Regions from separate parts of the Mus musculus genome. Here region 2 is linked to region 1. Evidence: chromatin contacts called from public Hi-C data. All regions are on one chromosome and are shown on one strand. Each heading gives the region's core, a stretch centred on a gene start, on an enhancer-like site or on the middle of the called end of the contact. The rest is flanking DNA. Distances are from core to core; before and after follow the strand shown. Region 1 has its middle 18 kb from the start of Wdr5. Region 2 overlaps Rxra (retinoid X receptor alpha).

What was found. A called contact is a pair of places that touch in the nucleus more often than the background predicts.
Region 2: a Hi-C map of bone marrow-derived macrophages shows a contact between it and region 1, with 24 read pairs. The contact joins two enhancer-like sites. A contact is called at or near these places in 9 of 39 promoter capture datasets (the 3T3-L1 cell line, the C10 cell line, the HPC-7 cell line and 4 more), 2 of 15 datasets of contacts at CTCF or cohesin (embryonic stem cells and pro-B cells), 45 of 484 Hi-C or Micro-C datasets (the AML12 cell line, B cells, the Ba/F3 cell line and 19 more), 9 of 115 datasets of contacts at active chromatin or transcription factors (the HPC-7 cell line, bone marrow-derived dendritic cells, bone marrow-derived macrophages and 5 more) and 3 of 9 other capture datasets (adipose tissue, embryonic stem cells and liver).

What each region holds. Positions count from the first base shown.
Region 1 is chr2:27,495,485-27,499,806 of GRCm38.p6, forward strand. It overlaps a transcript of Brd3 not described here. Among named protein-coding and RNA genes, the nearest start is that of Wdr5, 18 kb to the right of the region's middle. Within about 2 kb of position 1,362, at least 60 of the 459 cell types and tissues checked have an H3K27ac peak or open chromatin away from gene starts, as enhancers often do. A contact at or near this core is called in adipose tissue, bone marrow-derived macrophages and kidney, where this site is marked.
Region 2 is chr2:27,756,055-27,760,630 of GRCm38.p6, forward strand. It overlaps Rxra (retinoid X receptor alpha), which reads left to right. Exons shown (of 10, transcript NM_011305.3): 8 at 145-236; 9 at 1,707-1,812; 10 at 3,487-4,576. The coding sequence ends at 3,634. Among named protein-coding and RNA genes, the nearest start is that of Gm39777, 80 kb to the right of the region's middle. Within about 2 kb of position 2,532, at least 193 of the 459 cell types and tissues checked have an H3K27ac peak or open chromatin away from gene starts, as enhancers often do. A contact at or near this core is called in adipose tissue, bone marrow-derived macrophages and kidney, where this site is marked.

The DNA.
Region 1 (4,322 bases), core at 112-2,611:
ACGTATTACCCTGTTAATTTGTAATCACCCCGCCGACATTTAAATAACCCAATCATGTGTAACCATGAACATTCTTTTGGCTCCCCCCTTTTGGTTTGTGCTTTTTGCCTTTATAAGCCTGTAAAAAGTTTGGGCCGGGGTCAAACTCCCCTGCCCCCTGTGCGGTGCATGACTTTCAACCCCAGCATGCTGGCTTGAGCGCTCCTTTGTTGTTTGTGTGTTTGTGTGCCATTAAAACCTTGTGTAGTTACAGCAAGTTCAGTCTCAGCGTCCTACTGGGTGCGCGCCTCCCCGAGGAGGAACTCCCTGTGGGGGTCTTTCATGTGGTGCATTGGCCGGGAAGTGCGCGACCACCCAGGGGTCCTAGACCCACTTGGAGGTAAGGCCCTCTGTCTTGTCTTGGTTTTGTGTCTATATTCTGTCTGAAAATCTGGTGCGATCACAGTTTTGGTTTTGCGAATGCTCTTATGAGGCCGCGCTCCGAGAGGGAGAGCAGAGTGGATAAGGACAGATGTGTCTAGGTGTCCACCGTTCGTTCACCCTGGGAAATGTTCCGGGAAGATAGGGGGAGGGCCAGGGACGGCTGGTGGACCCCCGCGGGAAAAGTCAGGAGATAAGTTTTCTCCTTGATGATCTGTTTCTGAGGCCTGTTAATAGGCCGTCTGATTCCTTTCAGGAATTCTGGTTGACTTGGAGTCGGCGACTGGTTTTGTTTTTGAGTCTTGTAGTCTTTGTAATCATTTTTATCGTGTGTGTGACAGAGCTTGACATGGGACAGACTGTGACGACCCCACTAACACTGACTCAGAACCATTGGACAGATGTTAAGACTAGGGCCCACAATCTTTCCGTCGAGGTCAAGAAGGGACCTTGGCAAACTTTTTGCTCCTCTAAATGGCCAACTTTCGGTGTGGGTTGGCCTTCGCAGGGAACTTTTAGCCTGCCTGTTATTCTCGGTGTCAAGCGAGTTATTTTTCAGACCGCAGGAGGGCATTCTGATCAGGTACCATATATCATCGTGTAGCAGGACCTGGTACAAAATCCGCCACCCTGGCTGCGTCCCTGGACTTCAGGAGCCGAGGCAGCGACAGTGGCTGTAGCCACAAAACCGAAAATGACGCCTCTGGGTCCGCCAGAGCCCGTTCCATTGGCCCCCCTGCGGATCTATTCTGAAATTGACAATGCCTTTTTCCTTGACTCCTTCCCACCCCCTTACCCCCAACCAACTTCTCATCCTGATCCCTCACAGCCGCCTGCCCCAGCAGACCCCTGAGTGGCCTCTGAGACAGGACCAGCGGGAGGGACTCGTAGCCGCAGGGGCTGGCCGTAGCCCAGAGGGAAGTGAATCTAGACCAGATTCCACTGTTGCTTTGCCTTTAAGAGCTTATGTAGGAGGACCTACTCCTGCCCCTGGGCAGTTAGTTCCATTGCAGTACTGGCCGTTTTCATCGGCCGATATGTATAACTAGAAGACCAATCACCCCTCTTTTTCAGAGAATCCCTCAGGATTAACAGGAATCCTTGAGTCCCTAATGTTCTCCCACCAGCCCACTTGGGATGACTGCCAGCAACTTTTGCAGGTCCTCTTTACAACTGAAGAGAGAGAGAGGATCCTGCTAGAAGCCAGAAAAAATGTCCCAGGACCAGATGGGATCCCCACTAATCTCCCCGACCTTATAGATGCAGCTTTCCCCTTGGCCCGTCCTGCCTGGGACTTCAATACTGCGGAAGGTAGGGAGCATCTCACAGTCTACCGCCGGACTCTAGTGGCGGGGATAAAGGGGGCCGCACGGCGACCCACCAATTTGGCCAAGGTAAGAGAAGTCCTTTAGGGTTCAATGGAGCCGCCCTCTGTTTTCTTAGAACGACTAATGGAGGCTTATAGGAGATATACCTTGTTTGATCCCTCTTCGGAGGGACAGCAGGCAGCTGTAGCCATGGCTTTCATTGGTCAGTCTGCCTCTGATATTAAGAGAAAGCTACAGAGGTTAGAGGGGCTCCAAGATTATACTTTGCAGGATTTAGTAAAAGAAGCTGAGAAAGTGTATCACAAGAGAGAGACTAAGGAAGAAAAGCAAGAGAGAGAAAAGAAAGAGGCAGAAGAAAGAGAAAACCGGCGTGAACGCCGGCAGGAAAGGAACTTGACTAAGATTTTGGCCGCAGTGGTAGGTGGAGAAAGGTCAGAGAAGGGACAGTCAGGGTACCTGGGCAACAGGGCAAGAAGACCCCCAGGAGAACAGAGACCGCCACTTGAGAAAGACCAATGCGTATACTGCAAGGAAAAAGGACATTGGGCCAGAGACTGCCCAAAGAAGAAGTGGAGGGGCCCCAAAGTATTGGTCCTTGAAGAAGACTAGGGAAGTCGGGGCTCGGTCCCCCTCCCCGAGCCTAGGGTAACTCTCTCTGTGGAGGGGACCCCCGTTAATTTTCTAATAGACACAGGAGCTGAACATTCAGTCTTGACTGAACCTTTAGGACAATTAGGATCAAAGAAGACTTTAGTTATGGGAGCCACTGGTAGCAAGCTTTATCCCTGGACAACCAAAAGGATTTTAGAAGTAGGAAAAATAAAGTGACTCATTCTTTTCATGCCCGTTTCAGTCAGGCAGTACCCCATGAGCCAAGGGACTAAAGAAGGCATTTGACCACATATCAGAGACTGCTACAACAGGGTATATTGGTCCCATGCCAGTCCCCTTGGAATACCCCCCTCCTGCCGGTGCGTAAACCTGGGACAAACGACTATTGGCTTGTCCAGGACTTAAGAGAAGTCAATAAGCGGGTACAGGACATTCACCCAACCATGCCCAACCCTTACAACTTGCTGAGTTCCTTATCACCTGAACCATCCTGGTACACCGTCCTGGATTTAAAAGATGCCTTTTTCTGTCTCAGATTACACCCGAGCAGTCAACCTCTGTTCGCTTTTGAGTGGCAAGACCCTGAAGGAGGATATACGGGTCAGCTAACCTGGACTAGGCTGCCACAGGGGTTCAAAAATTCACCCACTCTTTTTGATGAAGCGCTCCACCGTGACCTTGCGCCTTTCAGGGCACAAAACCCCCAAATTTCTCTCCTGGAGTATGTAGATGACTTACTCCTTGCAGCTTCAACCCAGGAACTGTGCCTCAACGGGACCAAAAAGCTTCTAAATGAACTAGGTGAGTTGGGGTACTGGGTATCCGCTAAGAAAGCTCAGCTATAAGCCGGGCGTGGTGGCACACGCCTTTAATCCCAGCACTCGGGAGGCAGAGGCAGGCGGATTTCTGAGTTTGAGGCCAGCCTGGTCTACAAAGTGAGTTCCAGGACAGCCAGGGCTATACAGAGAAACCCTGTCTCGAAAAACCAAAAAAAAAAAAAAAAAAAAAGAAAGAAAAAAAACAAGAAAGAAAGCTCAGCTATGCCATACGGAGGTGACCTACCTAGGATACACCCTCTGAGAAGGAAAGCGGTGGCTCACCGAAGCTCGAAAGAAGACTGTGATGCAGATCCCAACCCCCACCACTCTGCGACAAGTACGTGAGTTTCTGGGAACGGCGGGCTTTTACAGACTCTGGATACCAGGGTTCGAGACGTTGGCGGCCCCTCTGTACCCACTCACTAAAGAAAAAGTCCTGTTCACCTGGACAGAGGAACACCAAAAAGCCTTTAATAGCATAAAGGCTGCTCTGCTTGCAGCCCCAGCTTTGGCCCTGCCAGATTTGACTAAGCCTTTCACCCTATACGTTGATGAGCGGACTGGAGTAGCCCGCCGAGTCCTGACTCAGACTCTGGGGCCCTGGATGTGGCCGGTGGCCTACCTGTCAAAAAAATTGGACCTAGTTGCCAATGGATGGCCCTCTTGCCTAAAAGCCATCGCTGCGGTAGCCCTACTTGTTAAAGACGCTGACAAGCTTACCCTGGGTCAGCATGTGACTATAATTGCTCCCCATGCGTTAGAGAGTATTGTACGACAGCCCCCTGACCATTGGATGACTAATGCCGGGATGACCCACTACCAGAGCCTGTTGCTAAATGACCGAGTGACTTTTGCCCCACCTGCCATCCTCAATCCTGCCACCCTCCTCCCCCTGATGGATGACTCCCCCCCCCCCCCCCCCCCGTACACCAATGTGCTGATGTCCTGGCTGAAGAAACTGGAACGAGAAAGGATCTGACTGATCGACCTTGGCCAGATGTGCCTGACTGGTACACAGATGGTAGCAGCTTTGTGGTGGAGAGAAAAAGAAGAGCAGGAGCGGCAGTGGTGGACAGAAAACAGGTAATTTGGGCAAGTAGCCTTCCAGAAGGAACTTCGGCTCAGAAGGCTGAGCTCCTGGCGC
Region 2 (4,576 bases), core at 1,282-3,781, 260 kb after region 1:
TCACTTCCTGTGGACTTGGCCAGGCCCAGAGCTTTCAGTCATTCTCGGTCCGTCCTGGGCTTCACGCGTCCAGTGGATCCTCCTCGGTGGGGCTCTGGTGAGGATGTGTCTAATGTGGACTTTGGCACCTGCCTTTTCCTGCAGGGTGCTAACAGAGCTGGTGTCTAAGATGCGTGACATGCAGATGGACAAGACGGAGCTGGGCTGCCTGCGAGCCATTGTCCTGTTCAACCCTGGTACGGTCCTCCTGCCTCCCACCTGGCCAAGAGCATGCGAGTCTTCCCAGCTGCTCTGCGCCATGCTTTGACCTTCAGGGCCCAGTGTCCACATTACAACAGACACCAATCTCCTGCCTCCACTTGTCTGGAGATGTAATGGAGAGGCTCAAGTGGCACTCTATGCGGCCAGAGTAGGCACTTGACATTAGTGCTCTCCAGCTGAGCCTCGTGGGCTCTGCTGTCCACAGTGGTCTAGTGTTAGAGTGAGCTCCCAGGATGGGGTTGGTGGTCAGTTGGTCAGTCCATCTTGTTAGGTGTCCTGAGGGTAGCTAACTTGTCTCAGGCCTTGGCTTCAAGGATATTTGGGGACAGGGCAGAGCAGCCTCTTGAGGACAGCAAATCTTTTTGGTAGCTCTGGAGCTGCAGTGTTCAGGGCCTCCAAGCTGTTGCTGTCACAGAGGCCGAGACTGTCTTCTGTGTGGGAGGCTGTGGTGTGAAGAGTGGCCCAGGCCTGTGCTCACAGCACTGGGTTGGTGGCAGATGCCACTGGTGGCCAGTCCACATGGTGATGGGAGCACACAACTGAGAGCGTGGAATTCTTCCTGGGGAGAAATTCAGGGATTCAAGAGATGGCTGTGGGCTTGTGGGTGGCTCTGACTAGGCTCCAGGAAGCCGCGGAGGCTGGAGCACTCGCTGCCGCAGGGTATGCATGGGCTTCTGTATTTGAAAGTCCATCCTTGTCTGCCAGGGGAGGGGTTGAATATGGGTTGGAAGCTTGGCTGACGGGGCTCACCAGCCCTGCACATGGTGAGTAGAAAATATGGGGGGACAGGGATATAGGCTTCTACCCCAGATAGCTCATTCCTGAGCCAACCTGATAGTTTCTCAGGTTAGGTCTGAGTGGTCTGGCTGGAGGCATGGTGAACCAGGGAGGCCTCAGCTGGGGCTCCGAGGGATAGGGAGGGACTGTCAGGGACTAGATCAGTTGAAGGTGTCTTGTGTATTCTAAAGAGCTCCCAGACCCCAAAGTGCCCTCAGCATTCTTACTGGTACACTGTGCCCTGATGGTGTTAATGACTATGGCTGTGGTTTTTCTCTAGCCTGTATTGTGGCCAGTGTTTAGGCGCTGAGGAGGGGTCTCCTGGCTCATGGTATGGGGAGATCCTCAGGGAAGGGCTTACAGCTTTCTTCCTGTCATTGGGACCAGGCCCAAGGGCAGTGAGAGGATTGGTTATCTCTCATGACCACCTGGAGAAAGATGGGGAAACTAAGTCCCTGAATGACAAGGTACTGGTTTAAGGTCACTTGACTTTCAAGTGGCCGAATGGAGACATAATATGACTCTAGAACACCCATCCTCCTGGTCTGGGAGCTATGGGTCTGCAGGGCAGCCATATCTAGTTGTGTAGCATGCACACTCTCTGCTATGCTTGCATGTGGATAGGAGATAGTCTGGGGGCTCTGACCTGAGGCTATTTTTCTCTACAGACTCTAAGGGGCTCTCAAACCCTGCTGAGGTGGAGGCGTTGAGGGAGAAGGTGTATGCGTCACTAGAAGCGTACTGCAAACACAAGTACCCTGAGCAGCCGGGCAGGTGAGCCCCGCCTCCATCTTGGACAGCCCCCTGCCTCTACCCTTGGGCTCAGCCACACATCTCCAAAGCCCTCTGTATGCCACAAAACAATGGTGTCCTCCTTAAACCAGCCTGGGGTGCTTTTCAGGCTTTGAGCAGGAGCTAGGCAGCCCTTGGACTCATGAGCTCTGAGGACTACCCACTTCCCCCTATACCCAGTTGAGATAATTGATCCATTTCTTAGTGCACAGTAGGTCCTTGCTATTTACGAGTATGAAGCCTTATGTTCTTCACCTGTTACGTGACCTGGAAATGCCAGCACAGCGTAGGTGCTGTACAGTTGTGCATAATACGTGGCTGAGACTGGAGAACACATTCTTTCTGCTGGCCTAAGGAAGACTGGCATCTAGTCATGTTCAGTGCTGGGTGCACAGTCTAGTGTTAGGCACACAGTAGGTGTCCAGGAGAAATGGTGTTTTCCAAGGATTCAGTTCTGCTTCTTCTTGCAGTCTCCCAGTGTGCAGGCTAGGTGTGAGTGGAATAGTGGAAGACCGGGGAGATGGGCACACTAACCAATCTCGTTGCCTGGCACACACATGGTTAACTGTCCACACTGCTGTTTAGCCCTCATCTGGTTTGGTTTAAAGTGAAACTTCCCGGAGGAGGACAGGAGGGTGGCAGCGGCTTGTTTTTCCTGGCTTCCTGCCTTAGCCCATCTCGCCAGCTCAGCAGAAAACAGCCTGTTCTCTGGCACCTCTCCAGCCTCCAAGCTACGCTTGTGCCTTTAAACTGAGGACTGCGGGGCAGCCAGCCACAAGGCTTCCTCCCTGGAAATGAAAGACATTGTTAATAATTAATGAGGCCCAGAGCCCCCTCCAGTATATAGGGAGGCCCTGAGCAGACACAGAGGTCACACGTGGGACCCCAGGTCCTGTCCCCACACCACACTGTCCTCTCTTGTCTGTCCACCTTCCATGAGTTCTCAGATTCCTTTCCCATGCCTATCGGTCTTTTGCCCAGGAAACATTCCAGGGGTAAAGGAACCCAAAGGCCTCTGCGGTCCTCTCCAGGGAGGTGCTCCTGCTGAAGCAGGGGATCTCCCAGCTCACTGCTGGCTCCACTGTCAGTCACCCCGAGTACCATGCGTGTGACTGACTACCAGTCAGGCTGCCCACAGAGCTTCCTGGTGCCTCTTCCTAGGACATGCCCCACTGCCTCTAGCGAGACAGCCGCTCTTGCAGAGGCCTCTCCGATGCACAAAACATGTTCATGCTCTTACCTGCCGAAATTTCTATCAAGGCTCCCCGTTGCCCGTGGAGCAAGCCCACACTCGTAACTGCTCTCCCAACCCCTGCCAGGCCTGTCCTGGCCGACAGTAGTCAAGCATTGGCTCTTCCTTTCATTTTAGGATCTTGATGCAACTCAGCCTGCTGCACCCCTGCCGCACCCCCACTCCACCCCTGCCACTCCTCTGCCCCTTGTGCTCTTTTGTCTCCAAGGAGCCTCCTTTCTCTAGTCCCCACTTCTTCCTGGAGCATCAGTTTAGGCAGTTTCCTCTGCAGACCAGGTTCTGGTCCCAGGCACTGGGCTTGGCTGGTCTCCGGGGAAGTTACAAGTCACCAGGTAGAGCAGGGAGCACTCCGAGGGGAGCATTCCCTGCCTCCTGGCCTGTCCTTACTCTCTCCTGTCCTGCAGGTTTGCCAAGCTGCTGCTCCGCCTGCCTGCACTGCGTTCCATCGGGCTCAAGTGCCTGGAGCACCTGTTCTTCTTCAAGCTCATCGGGGACACGCCCATCGACACCTTCCTCATGGAGATGCTGGAGGCACCACATCAAGCCACCTAGGCCCCCGCCGCCGTGTGCCGGTCCCGTGCCCTGCCTGGACACAGCTGCTCAGCTCCAGCCCTGCCCCTGCCCTTTCTGATGGCCCGTGTGGATCTTTGGGGTGCAGTGTCCTTATGGGCCCAAAAGATGCATCACCATCCTCGCCATCTTTACTCATGCTTGCCTTTGGCCCAGGGCCATAGCAGAGCTGGTGTGACACCTGGCCAGCTCCTGCCCTACATCAGGCTCTAAGGCTATGCTGCTGTCACCCCGAGGGTCGTGGGGTTCGTCATGGGGCCTTCAGCACCTGGAGCTGCAAGAGCTGGGAAAAGGGCTTGTTCTGGTTGCTGGTTGCTGTCGCTGGTTCTCGACATCCCACATGGCACCTCTGTTTGGAGTGCCCCATCTTGGCCTGTTCAGAGTCCTGGTACCCAGTTAGGGTGGGAATCCACCTGGGATCAAGAAGGAGCAGGTGGGGCAGGCCGTATCCTCCTGGGTCATAGCTAACCTATAAAGCCTCTTTCCAAAGATGCCCTGAGATATCACTCCAAGCAGGATTCTGGGACCACCTTGAGGCTGCGTGGGCTGGAGGTCCTCTGTCATGTCCCCCAGTTGACCAGTTCCTTTTTATGTCATCGTCCCTCTTCATGTCTCACCAATCCAGGGTTAGCCAACTATAGTAGCCTGGCTTTTCCCTATCACAGATCTTCCTTTCTGGTCTTCAAGATGGCACCACCAATCATCCTGGAGGGCTGCCCTGGCTCACGTAGAGTGGGGTTTCCACTTCAGTGGTCCTGTGGGACACTGGGCATCCTGAGGCTCAGGGAGGAGAGGAGGGCTGTTGTCTGGTTTTGGGGAAGGTGGCCTGAGGGACTTGGAGCTGAACCATGAAGGCATGGCAGGTGGCTGTCCTGGTGTGACTGAGTCAACAGGCTCTGTGTGGGACTCTAGCATGGGCCCTTT